2 separate regions of the Gasterosteus aculeatus genome follow, and region 2 is linked to region 1. A link is a contact called in public Hi-C data. All regions are on one chromosome and are shown on one strand. The core of a region is the stretch at or near the end of the contact, and the rest is flanking DNA. Distances in the headings are between cores, read along the strand shown. Region 1 overlaps glis1b (GLIS family zinc finger 1b). Region 2 holds the start of LOC120824452 (very long chain fatty acid elongase 4).

Region 1 (4,990 bases), core at 821-3,320:
ACATATGTAGCAGGAAAATGTTTACGCAGTCTCGTGAAACACACCGACGGGGTACAAAGTACAACATTTATGTTACACTAATGCAATTCTCGTGTTGTGAAATTCTCTGACTACCGTCGGTCCAGTGAGAAACAGTTTCGAGTCAAATTCTCCGATGTGGGGTTTGTCCCTCCTGTCCCCTCCTCATCCGAGCTGGACAGCCATTCACTTCTTTCATATGCTCTGTCAATATTTTCTCTATAGCCAAACAGGAAACGGTGCTCCTGAATAGAAAGAGAGGGTGGTGGTGGTGGTGGTGGTGGTGGGAGGGGGGGGAATACTTTATGAACAAACACGATGACAAAGGTCTCCGGCCCTAGCTAACGTTAGCTCAGTCCCCCCCCACCGTCTCGCTCGGGGGGGGGGGGGGGGGGGGGGGACAAAGACGATACCTTCATGAGAAAAGGGAGCTTTTCTCACATCACTCAGGGGCTTTGGACAAAATCCATAATGAGCCAAATGACAGGAATGATTATGTAGGAGATCACAGCGACGCATGGAGAAATCTGACCTGGGTTCCCCATTCAGTGGGGCAAAGATTCCCACCATAATACACAGTATTGTAAACGATGACCCTTCATAGGCCGCAATTATGCCACCAAAACAGGTGACTCCCTATTTATCCCCAATATTGGGTTGGGTTTAACCCCTTTGTGTCATCAAAGCCTGTCAGATGGACACACTAGCCAGTGGCCTCTCGGTCTCAGTAGCCGTCCGTCCCTCCCCCTCTCTCTATTCTTAGTCATAAATGCCCATTCATATCCTCTCACTACCAGGAGATCCTGTTTCATTTATTCACGTAAGCACTCGGTGGATTCTGCCGACAAGTGTTCAACATGTCCTTCAGTCACTGAATCCTACTCAACGTTAACGTTTGTTTCCCTCGAGGTCCCTTAAGGTGTATGAAAGACTTGGCCGAATTATTTTCAACCGGTGGGTTTTTATGTAAACTGGGAGATTGGTCGGAAGGAGGAGGGGTTAGCAAGAGGCTAAGCTCTGACTGTGCCGCCAGTGGGAAGGATGAAACGGCCAGTGTCTGTCATCAGCCGACAAGCTAATAGCGCTCATATTCCTCTTTGTGTGTTTTTCTCCTTACAGATCCTCCAGTGGCTTCCAGAGGACCCTGCCGGGGGCCTCACCCGGCCCGGGCTGCGGCGCTGCCAGCGGGACTCGCTCCTCACTCCTATACCCCATCAAACAGGAGAACTCAATGGGCTACAAGATCTCCAACCTGGCGTCCGGGGTCCACAGCACTTCTCTGGCCGGGTTTCAGAACTGCAGGGCGGGCCACGCTTTGGGCACGTCGAGGGACGACGTAGTTGGAGCGGCACATGTTAGCAGCGGCGCAGGCGGCGCCGTGTCAGGCAACGCGGCGCAGCCGTTTAATAATGAAGATGGCTCCTCCCCGCTGGCTTTGTCCCCGACTGGCTCCCGTCATTCAGCGCGGCTAGTCAGCGCTAGCAGTCTGAGGAGACGCTGCCTGTCCCTAGCCTCGCCGTCCACCTCCGCTGCGGACGCCGCTGCCACAGCTTCCCCGCTGGTCACCGGCGCTTCCTCCTCCGAGATCAACATCACCGCCATCATCTGCTCCTCCTCCCAGATGTCGATGGTCGCCTGCGTCAACGGCTTCCGCACCAACCTCTCGCCCAACCACGCCAGCAGTGCCGGCTTCTCCTCCTCCTCCTCCTCTTCCTCCTCCTCCTCCTCCTCCTCTTCGACGTCCCCGCTCTCTAACCCCTGCTCGCGGGAAGCCCCCCAGAGGCCCCCGCCTCACGGCAGCCCCCGGCAGGCCGCGCTGCTGGAGAGCTGTCAGCTATCCTCACCTGCCACCTGCCTGCTGTCCCTTTCCTCCTCGTCATCGTCCTCCTCTTCGGTGTCATCGGTGGAGCTCGAGCAGGGCCAGGGGCTGTGCGAGGAGCCGGGCTCTATGCTGCCGGGGCGTGGGGCCGGGGGAGCTGGCGGGGGAGGTGTGGGAGGAGGGGCAGGAGGCTCCGACGGGCTGGGGCTACTGATGAGCGGGGCCCTGATGTCTGGGATGCTGCAGTCGGGGCTGGAAGTCGGGCCTCTCCTGGACCGCGGCCAAAGGTCAGGGGCCGCCCTCAAACAGGAGCCCATGGATGATTTTTCGCCCAGCGAAGACGAACTCTTTCAGCACCACTACCATCACCACCACCACCACCACCACCACCTGGGTGGTCGCAGCGGGCACCTTCGGCAGCCTCACCACCCCTCTCGCCCTGCTATGCCTCCGCCCTATCACCTTCACCAATACGGGGGCCCGCAGCACCACCAGAGCCAGCAAGCGGCGCCGACCGCCTCCCTTGGACTCAAACCGTCCCCCGGAGGCCCCCCCGGGACTCACGCGGCCCCAGAGCGGGAAGACGGTGGAGGAGGAGGAGGAGGAGGAGGAGCAGCGGTTGACAAGCAGGTGTGTCGCTGGATCGACTGCAGCGCTGCGTACGAGCAGCAGGAGGAGCTTGTGAGGCACATTGAGAAGGTCCACATCGACCAGCGCAAAGGTGAGGACTTCACCTGCTTCTGGGCGGGCTGCATCCGTCGCTACAAGCCCTTCAACGCCCGCTACAAACTGCTCATTCACATGAGAGTCCACTCGGGGGAGAAGCCCAACAAGTGTATGGTGAGTGATCGCAATCCGGTCAAGTTATTCATGTGCCAGACCCCCGGAAAAAAAAACGGACCCCTGTGGTCAGTCGTAGTCAAAACATGTTTTAAATCCCCTCATAGTCAGCAGCCCGATTTTCCTCTCTTTTGTAATGATTTGTTTGTATTTATTGGTTTATTATGAATATAGTTCGTCCCGTGATTTCATCAGTCTGTTAAAGATGTTTCTTTGTTTGAAATAAACACAAGCACATATTTCCCAAAGAAATACAGACCCTCAAGGGGATTTCTCCTCAAAAAGAGGAGTGTCCATTGTGTCCAAAAAGCAAGAATGGACTTGCTTCACTGCTGATTACTTTTCAACAGAAACCTTTATTTTGTGATTTTTTTTTTTTTTTTACTTTGCTATTTTGAAGATATGAGCCGCTGTAAAAGCAGCATTACCTCGTCAGAATAAATACATTCGTGGCTGTATTCTGTACAGTTAAGGCTCCAATTCCACCAGTCACCCCCACTAATCACTGTCAAGCTGTCACTCCCCCGCCTCCTTTAGCAAATGGAAAAAAACCTTCCAACCGAATGATTTAGTCCAAATACACAATTGGTCCACAATTTGCGTAGGCCGAAGCCATGTTTATTTTCACGAGCACTCTGTTTTTTGAGACGGGATGCAGATCATGAAAAGCCGACACATATGGTTAACGTAACCCAACAATGCCTACACTTGATCCCTTTAAATGAAAATGTCAGAAGTGGTTCTCTTCCAGCTCAGGAACCCCTCCAGGTACTAATTATTGAAAGTCTGAGTCTGCAGTTCCGCTACAACACCTTTTTTTTTTTTTACCTCTCTGCCCTTTTTATTCCTCCAAAAATAAATAATACCTGGAGATTTTTTCCCTTCCTTTCTAAGTGGCACGTCAAATTTTTCTTTGGCCGTTTTCTTAAGCGTTGGATCAGAAATTTGAACTAACTCTGAAACGTGTGTCCGCTGTTCTCGCCTGTTAGTGTCCTGCTTCCTCGGCCCAGCGCGAACAAAACATTGGGGAGTAATTTGCTTTGCTGATTTGCACGTTTCCCGGCTGTTAATCGTGCTTTAGGACTGTGTCATATTAAAGGCTTTCCTTTGTTGCGCTTCGTGGGGCTGTGCGGGTGTGGCCTCGGTGCCGCTCGAGTGACACGCAGCCAGCGGACGCCGAGGGGATGTTTGTGTGTTCATGCGGAATAGGTGTACGCAGGAATGTGTCACCGCGAAGATGTGTGTACGCGTGTGTTTGTTGGAGATGTTTGCCATATGTGAGCACTGGAACAATTCGGCCCAGTGTGGAGGAGCCGCTGGATTCTGTCTGCCGACATGAGGCACCGTGAAACGCTGCCACACACCCTCACCTCCCGATCACCCTCACGCACACACACACACACACACACACACACACCTACGTATTCACAGCCACGCAGATATATGAAAATGGGAATATTGTTTCCATTGAGTCTCACAATAGGAAGTATTGATTCCGAGTGCCGTGCGCTGGGCTGTAACGCTCCGGCTTTTTCCGGCGGCGCGTAAACAGAAAGGTGAAATGTTTTGGAGCTTGAATCAACACATCTGATCAGCAACGATTGAACGTATGCTGATCTGGGACTTCAGCGGATAAACTCGGAGGGCCGGAGAAATAAACACACTCTCTATGTGTTTGTAACTGTGTTTGTGTATAGGCGATGTAGACTTAACTAAGTACTACATACTTAGAAGGCAAGGGGGGGGGGCTCTCAATACGCTAATGTATCCCCTATAGTTTTCCTTACATTTTAGTTCCAACCACCAGAGACTTCCTTTAAAAAACATTTTAATTCAACGCCCAGGCTCTATCCTTAGAAAGATATGTTATCTCTGTGAAGCATCACAAATGATTGAGTGATATTTTTCACATAAACACAAACACATTCCATTCTATCTACGCAACATGAAATACAGCAAGTTGGCGCCGAAGGCAAAAGTTCTAATTGATATAAGCCTCACATTCTTAGGAATGCAAAAGAGTGCGTTTGGAACAGCTGCCCACTAGGCGTCGCACCGCGCGACGGGGCGAAAAAGCTCGATTGCTCCTTGATTTTAATCACTTCAATTTCTGAACACAAAAGGATCTGCTCCTTTGTGTAGAGCGGATACTCCTACCCGAGCGTCACTCCCTTTTAAGTGTTGGGTGTGGAAGTTTTTTTTGGATTTACCGGTGTTTCCTTGCTCTCAGCTCCAAAAGTCTTGAGAAAGGATCCCAAGTGTTTTTTGTCTGAACTTGTGCGCTCTCTGGTCACTGGTGGTGTTTACTGTCCT
Region 2 (4,990 bases), core at 1,682-4,181, 34 kb after region 1:
AAAAGATAAATAGGTGAGGATTGTGTGTCCTTAATGGTAAAAGTATTGTTGTAGTTAAGTGTCATAACGTCATATTCGATCATAAAGAAACTGCAAAAGTTACAATATACAAGACGTTCCTTGTGTAGCATGGAACTAATATTCGGTTGATAGTATATGTCAAATAAAAATAATTGTACACAAAGTCAATAATAACGTCATTTAAAAGAATAGTGTTTCATAAAAGAATTTGTCAAAGTATTTCATAAAAAGTACTTAGCAGGTAAAAAAATGTCATAGTACGAGAGATCCAAAGATGTAAAAGTTGTACTATTCGTCATAAAGTTGGAGAATCGTACCCACAGTGTGACATGTCATACAGAGGTGTTTCATAAAGAAATACTGTACATTATATCACCCGTCATGTAAATGATTATTGCAAGTCATAAAATGCTCTTAGTAACACAAAAAAATACAATACAATGTGAGAAATTAAGAAAGTCATAAAGAACGTCAGTAAAAAGATGGAAAGCTGAACTTCACATCCAATGAACCGTGTCGTTAAAAGTTGTCACGTGTGATTGTAAACATTTATTTGGAGATTTCTCAGGTCTTACTGGAGTCCTTGGCCTTAAAGTGTTACAAAGGTCACGCGCCGGCTGTGTGGGAACTTGGATACGGAGCCGGTCTGCGTGTTCAAACTTGCGCGGCAGCAAACGCAGGAGAATGACGCAAAGAGCCAACAGAGGTTGCACAGACTTCTTGTCGGCTCGACGGTTGAGCTTTGGGAACGTTCGGGTCCCGCGAGGCGGCTTAATTAGCCTCCCGTTGCTTCAATACAAAAAGGGCCGGATGGCAAACGGCCACAACAAGACGAGGATTTCAACAAGTGAGCTGAAATAAACGAGAAACAAAACGACTCTTTGAGGTCGGCTGTTTTGTTGCACAGGTCTTTTGTTTCATTCAAATTAGCACGCGTGTGATGGAAATATGTTTAGAATGGGAAGGAACACCGAAAGGGGCGTTTTCACAGGAAGGACCGGACAAGTCAGAGCAATTATTCTACAGCTTCTGTTTATTTATTGCCAACGGACGTCAATAAAAGCCACTCGGTCTTAATATTTTCCCCACTTCCTTAATCTGTGCGCGGCACTTAATCCAAAATCCATTTGTTCCCAAGTAACCCATTAAAACTCCGTTTGGATCAATGCACATTTAAAAAGAAACAATCTCACGCATCGGCGCGGCTCTCCTTTACATGACTTCCACTTCCTGTCATACCGGGCCGGAGGGGTTGACTTACACTGTCCGCCGGCCACGTACTTGATGCCCGCCCACCAGTTGAACATCAGGGGCCCGTGGTGGTAGACGTGGAGGAAAGTCAGCTGGTTGTTCTTCTTCCTCAGGATGAAGAACATCTGCAAGGGGGGAGGTGGGGTTATCGCTTCAACTCAGCCCGCTGGCAACTTTGAACACTCTTGAAACAGCGACGCACCGTGTCGGCCAGCTCGATGATCTTGGAGAAGAAGAACCACCAGCAGGCCTTGGCCATCTGCGGGGAGGGAAACCACGTTGGAATGTGAGTCTGACGCGTCGTTTCGTTGGACGGTTTTAAAAGCGGGGGGCGCGCGGCGTGTCGCTCACCCTCAGGGGCAGCGGCTTGGTGCTGTAGTCGACGGGCTGGCACAGGAGGCTGTAGTTGGAGAGCCACGCCGTGACCAGGATCTGGTACAAACGGACATTCACACGGTTACTTAGGCCACACGAAATGCCACCGACCTGCTTCTTCTTCTTCTTCTACCGAGACAAACAAAGGAAGACGCACCTCGTAGAACATGTAGGCCGACAGGCCGACCATGGCGAAGTTGTACAAGACCAGGACGCCTTTGAGGTCGAAGGGTTCTCTGTGCTTCATCAGACGGGGGCCGGCCCAGACCACGAAGAGGTACGCCAGGAAGATGAGCGCCACCGGGACGGGGGAGTAGACCAGCAGCCACTCGTCCGTCCTCTTGTCTGGAGACGCCACAGAAGCTTCGCGTCAGGGGTTCATGTCCACGTTCACACGCGCATCACAGGACAGCGGCGTTTGCATCCCAGAAGATGCTTGTGACAATTTTATTTAACCCCCCCCCCCCCCGCCGAACCCCCGTTCCCAGTCCCAGTTCAGCTGAGGCCTCCGGCACTGGGAGTCCCAACCACAAACGTTCGCAACGAAAAGCTTCCCTGCTCCTGAACAAGGTTTCTCGTTAAGTGTCATGGAGGCCCAACGTGGAACTGGACCCACAAAGCCGTCATTGTCGAGACGTGGAGCACATCTGCATCTCCCACACGCCAACGGACACACAAAGGCTTGTTGTTCGCAGGGAACTAAGTGACTAAACGAAAACGAATAATACTAATTATAATAATCACAACCCATACCTCCGCTTTCCACTATCGTCTGGTGCACGGACACGACGCTCTGCCACGCTGAAGCCATCTGGAAACGTCAAGAAAGTCAACGAGGAAGCAGAAAAAGAGGCAACAAACAAACAAACAAACAAACAAAAAACCCTCACAAACAAACGTAAAAGGTTTAAAGATGAAGAAATGTACTCGCCGTCGTTTCCCTCGCTGGAGCCTCTCAGCCTGTTGGCCTGGATTCACCTGGCGGTGCCGGAGCCTTTTTTTTTTTGGTCGATGAATGAATGAAGGGCGTTCGCGGGGAGACGCGGAGCCGCGGAACCGGATCGCGTGGATTAAAGTTCGTTAAAGCGAGAAGCTGCCGCACGCGGGGAGCTGCAATGGCGACTTGCCTCCTACGCGGTTAACTTTGAAACAGAGCGGAGAAGAAAGTACTGACATCTGATTTGAATCACTTCCTGTTTGTCTTCACTTCTGCGTTTTGGATTTTTTTTGGGGGGAGGGAGGGGGGGGGGGTGACAGAATGAGCGTGTCGTTGCGCGCGGCGGCCGGCGGGGGGCGCTGTTTCCCGCCACGACGTCACCGACGCCCACTTTCGCTGTTTGAGCCAATTATTCCGTCTCCGCGAAGGAAAGAAGAAGAAGTACTTTAAATCAGCCCCTGCAGCTGCTACATTAAATTGATGCTTAACTGAAATCCATCAATCAAAAATATTATTTAATTATCATTCTGAAAGGAGTCATATTATTTTCGGTAGAGAAGTTTATATTGACGCTAATCCTCTTGTGTATTTGTCTTTCATTTTGAATGCAGTACTTTTAGTCGTAATAGTAACAGGTATTATTTGATATGTCACAGTCAGTGACCCCTATCACATACCAAGTAATTAAAAAAAACCAATACAAACAAACAGCAGATGCTTTGTTAACTGTCCATAATAAACAAAGCTACTAAAACCTAAAATAATTGGCTTTAATCATGATGATTTTTCTGGTGCTTGTGCTTTATTGTACAAAGTTACACTCTCGGCACTCTTGTGTCCACTAACATTACATTTTTATTAAAGTAATAAACCCGACAATTATCCCACAGCTTGTAAAAACATCTTATAATCACAATGTAGAAATTAAACCGTATGTACAATTTGGTCTTTTAAACTAATTGAATAAAAAAACCTTAAAGGCACATCAAAGCAATCTGCTTTAAAACAAAACATTAATACAAATGAACTTTTAAAATAATTTGTATTTGTACTTAATTACAAGCGATGGCACCACGACACTGTTATCCCCTGTGGCAATAATGCATGTGTGCGTAAAGGAAAGTCACACAATAGCTGCAGGTTTGCTGCTGTCACTTCGCTCTGGAACAAACTCAACGACTGCAGCTTCCCACCTTCTGAAAACACAACTCAGCTCAGAAAATGATTAACTTTGACTGCAGAGTGACATCGGGGGAGGAGGAGGAATTCCTCTCCGGGTGCTGCAGGTTAACCTGCTTCTAACCTCAGATTAACATCTCGTGCACATGCAGGTTATTCAGTGTCTCGCACCGAGTGAGTGAGTGACTGGATTGCTGTTACACAACTGCTCGTTGCTCTTTCTGAATGTGGAGGCGCCGCCATGTGATCTGATGGCGGCGTCAGTGAGTTCATCCACTTCCTCGATATGCAGTTGTTGAGCTTGACCCAAAAAGCTTAACCTGAGAAGTTGATACAGGCTCAAAAAAACATTGCCATAAAGGAATTAGTTTTTCTCAGGGTACATTTATATTTTGCAGTATATATTATGTGCCTTTGAGGTGGTTTTATATCGCATATTTGCAGGTTGTTCACCTAGTGTTATGCATGTGTTATATCTCACAACAATAAGAGTAATCCAGAACTAATTACCATAAATATTGTTGAATTTATTCAAATAAAGCTTTGGCCAATCATTTCATCTAAACGCAGCATAACTGTGTCATGTGATGTGCTCATTCATTACACTCAAAATACTATATTGCTGTGAGTACTACAGAAAATTGCAGAGGAACATTCTTGCTCAGGAATTCAAATTATTGTCGCTGGCCACAACTTCACACTTCAGCGGTCCAGACACATACTTCTCTTTGTTCCCGTAGACATTCCACGCAAAATGAACCGCAGAGCACTCGCATCCCACACGTGACCTGTGAGTGCTCACGTCGCACTGAGGACCTCAACTGTGTGAAGCATCTTTCCCTTCACGATGAATGATGAGCGGCAACAGAAGAAGAGTAGAGAGCGGACGCCCCTAGTGGACACTACTGGCTACTGCACACAGAACAATGAGGCAGGTACACCTCAGTGCCGCGCGCACGTCTCATTTCTGCTTCCTCTTGTGGAGGTAGCTCTGAAAATAGAAGTTACTGAAGAGCACGATGAGCGTGACGCAGTAACCGAACACCACCAGGTTCATGGAGTCGGGGAAGTCGCACTCGGTGAACAGGTTGTACCCGGTGTGCAGGAGGAACAGCAGGAACTGCAGCTGGGAAGCCAGTCAGGAGGGGGGGGGGGGGGGGAGTTGAGGCAGGTTTACCGTACAAATATATATTTTTATATATATATATATATATATATATATATATA

What was found. A called contact is a pair of places that touch in the nucleus more often than the background predicts.
Region 2: a Hi-C map of whole body shows a contact between it and region 1, with 2.8 times the contacts expected there. The contact joins the promoter of LOC120824452 here to the enhancer-like site in region 1. A contact is called at or near these places in 5 of 6 Hi-C or Micro-C datasets (blood and trunk muscle, skeletal muscle, tail fin and 1 more).

The regions. Positions count from the first base shown.
Region 1 is chr8:18,533,546-18,538,535 of fGasAcu3.hap1.1, forward strand. It overlaps glis1b (GLIS family zinc finger 1b), which reads left to right. Exons shown (of 11, transcript XM_040185302.2): 4 at 1,138-2,677. Among protein-coding and RNA genes, the nearest start is that of glis1b, 26 kb to the left of the region's middle. Within about 2 kb of position 2,071, at least 2 of the 9 cell types and tissues checked have open chromatin away from gene starts, as enhancers often do.
Region 2 is chr8:18,567,095-18,572,084 of fGasAcu3.hap1.1, forward strand. It overlaps LOC120824452 (very long chain fatty acid elongase 4), which reads right to left and starts at 2,932. Exons shown (of 8, transcript XM_040185336.2): 1 at 2,579-2,932; 2 at 2,401-2,458; 3 at 1,805-1,992; 4 at 1,624-1,704; 5 at 1,475-1,531; 6 at 1,283-1,397. The coding sequence starts at 2,458. It overlaps elovl8b (ELOVL fatty acid elongase 8b), which reads right to left. Exons shown (of 8, transcript XM_040185334.2): 8 at 3,368-4,889. The coding sequence ends at 4,725.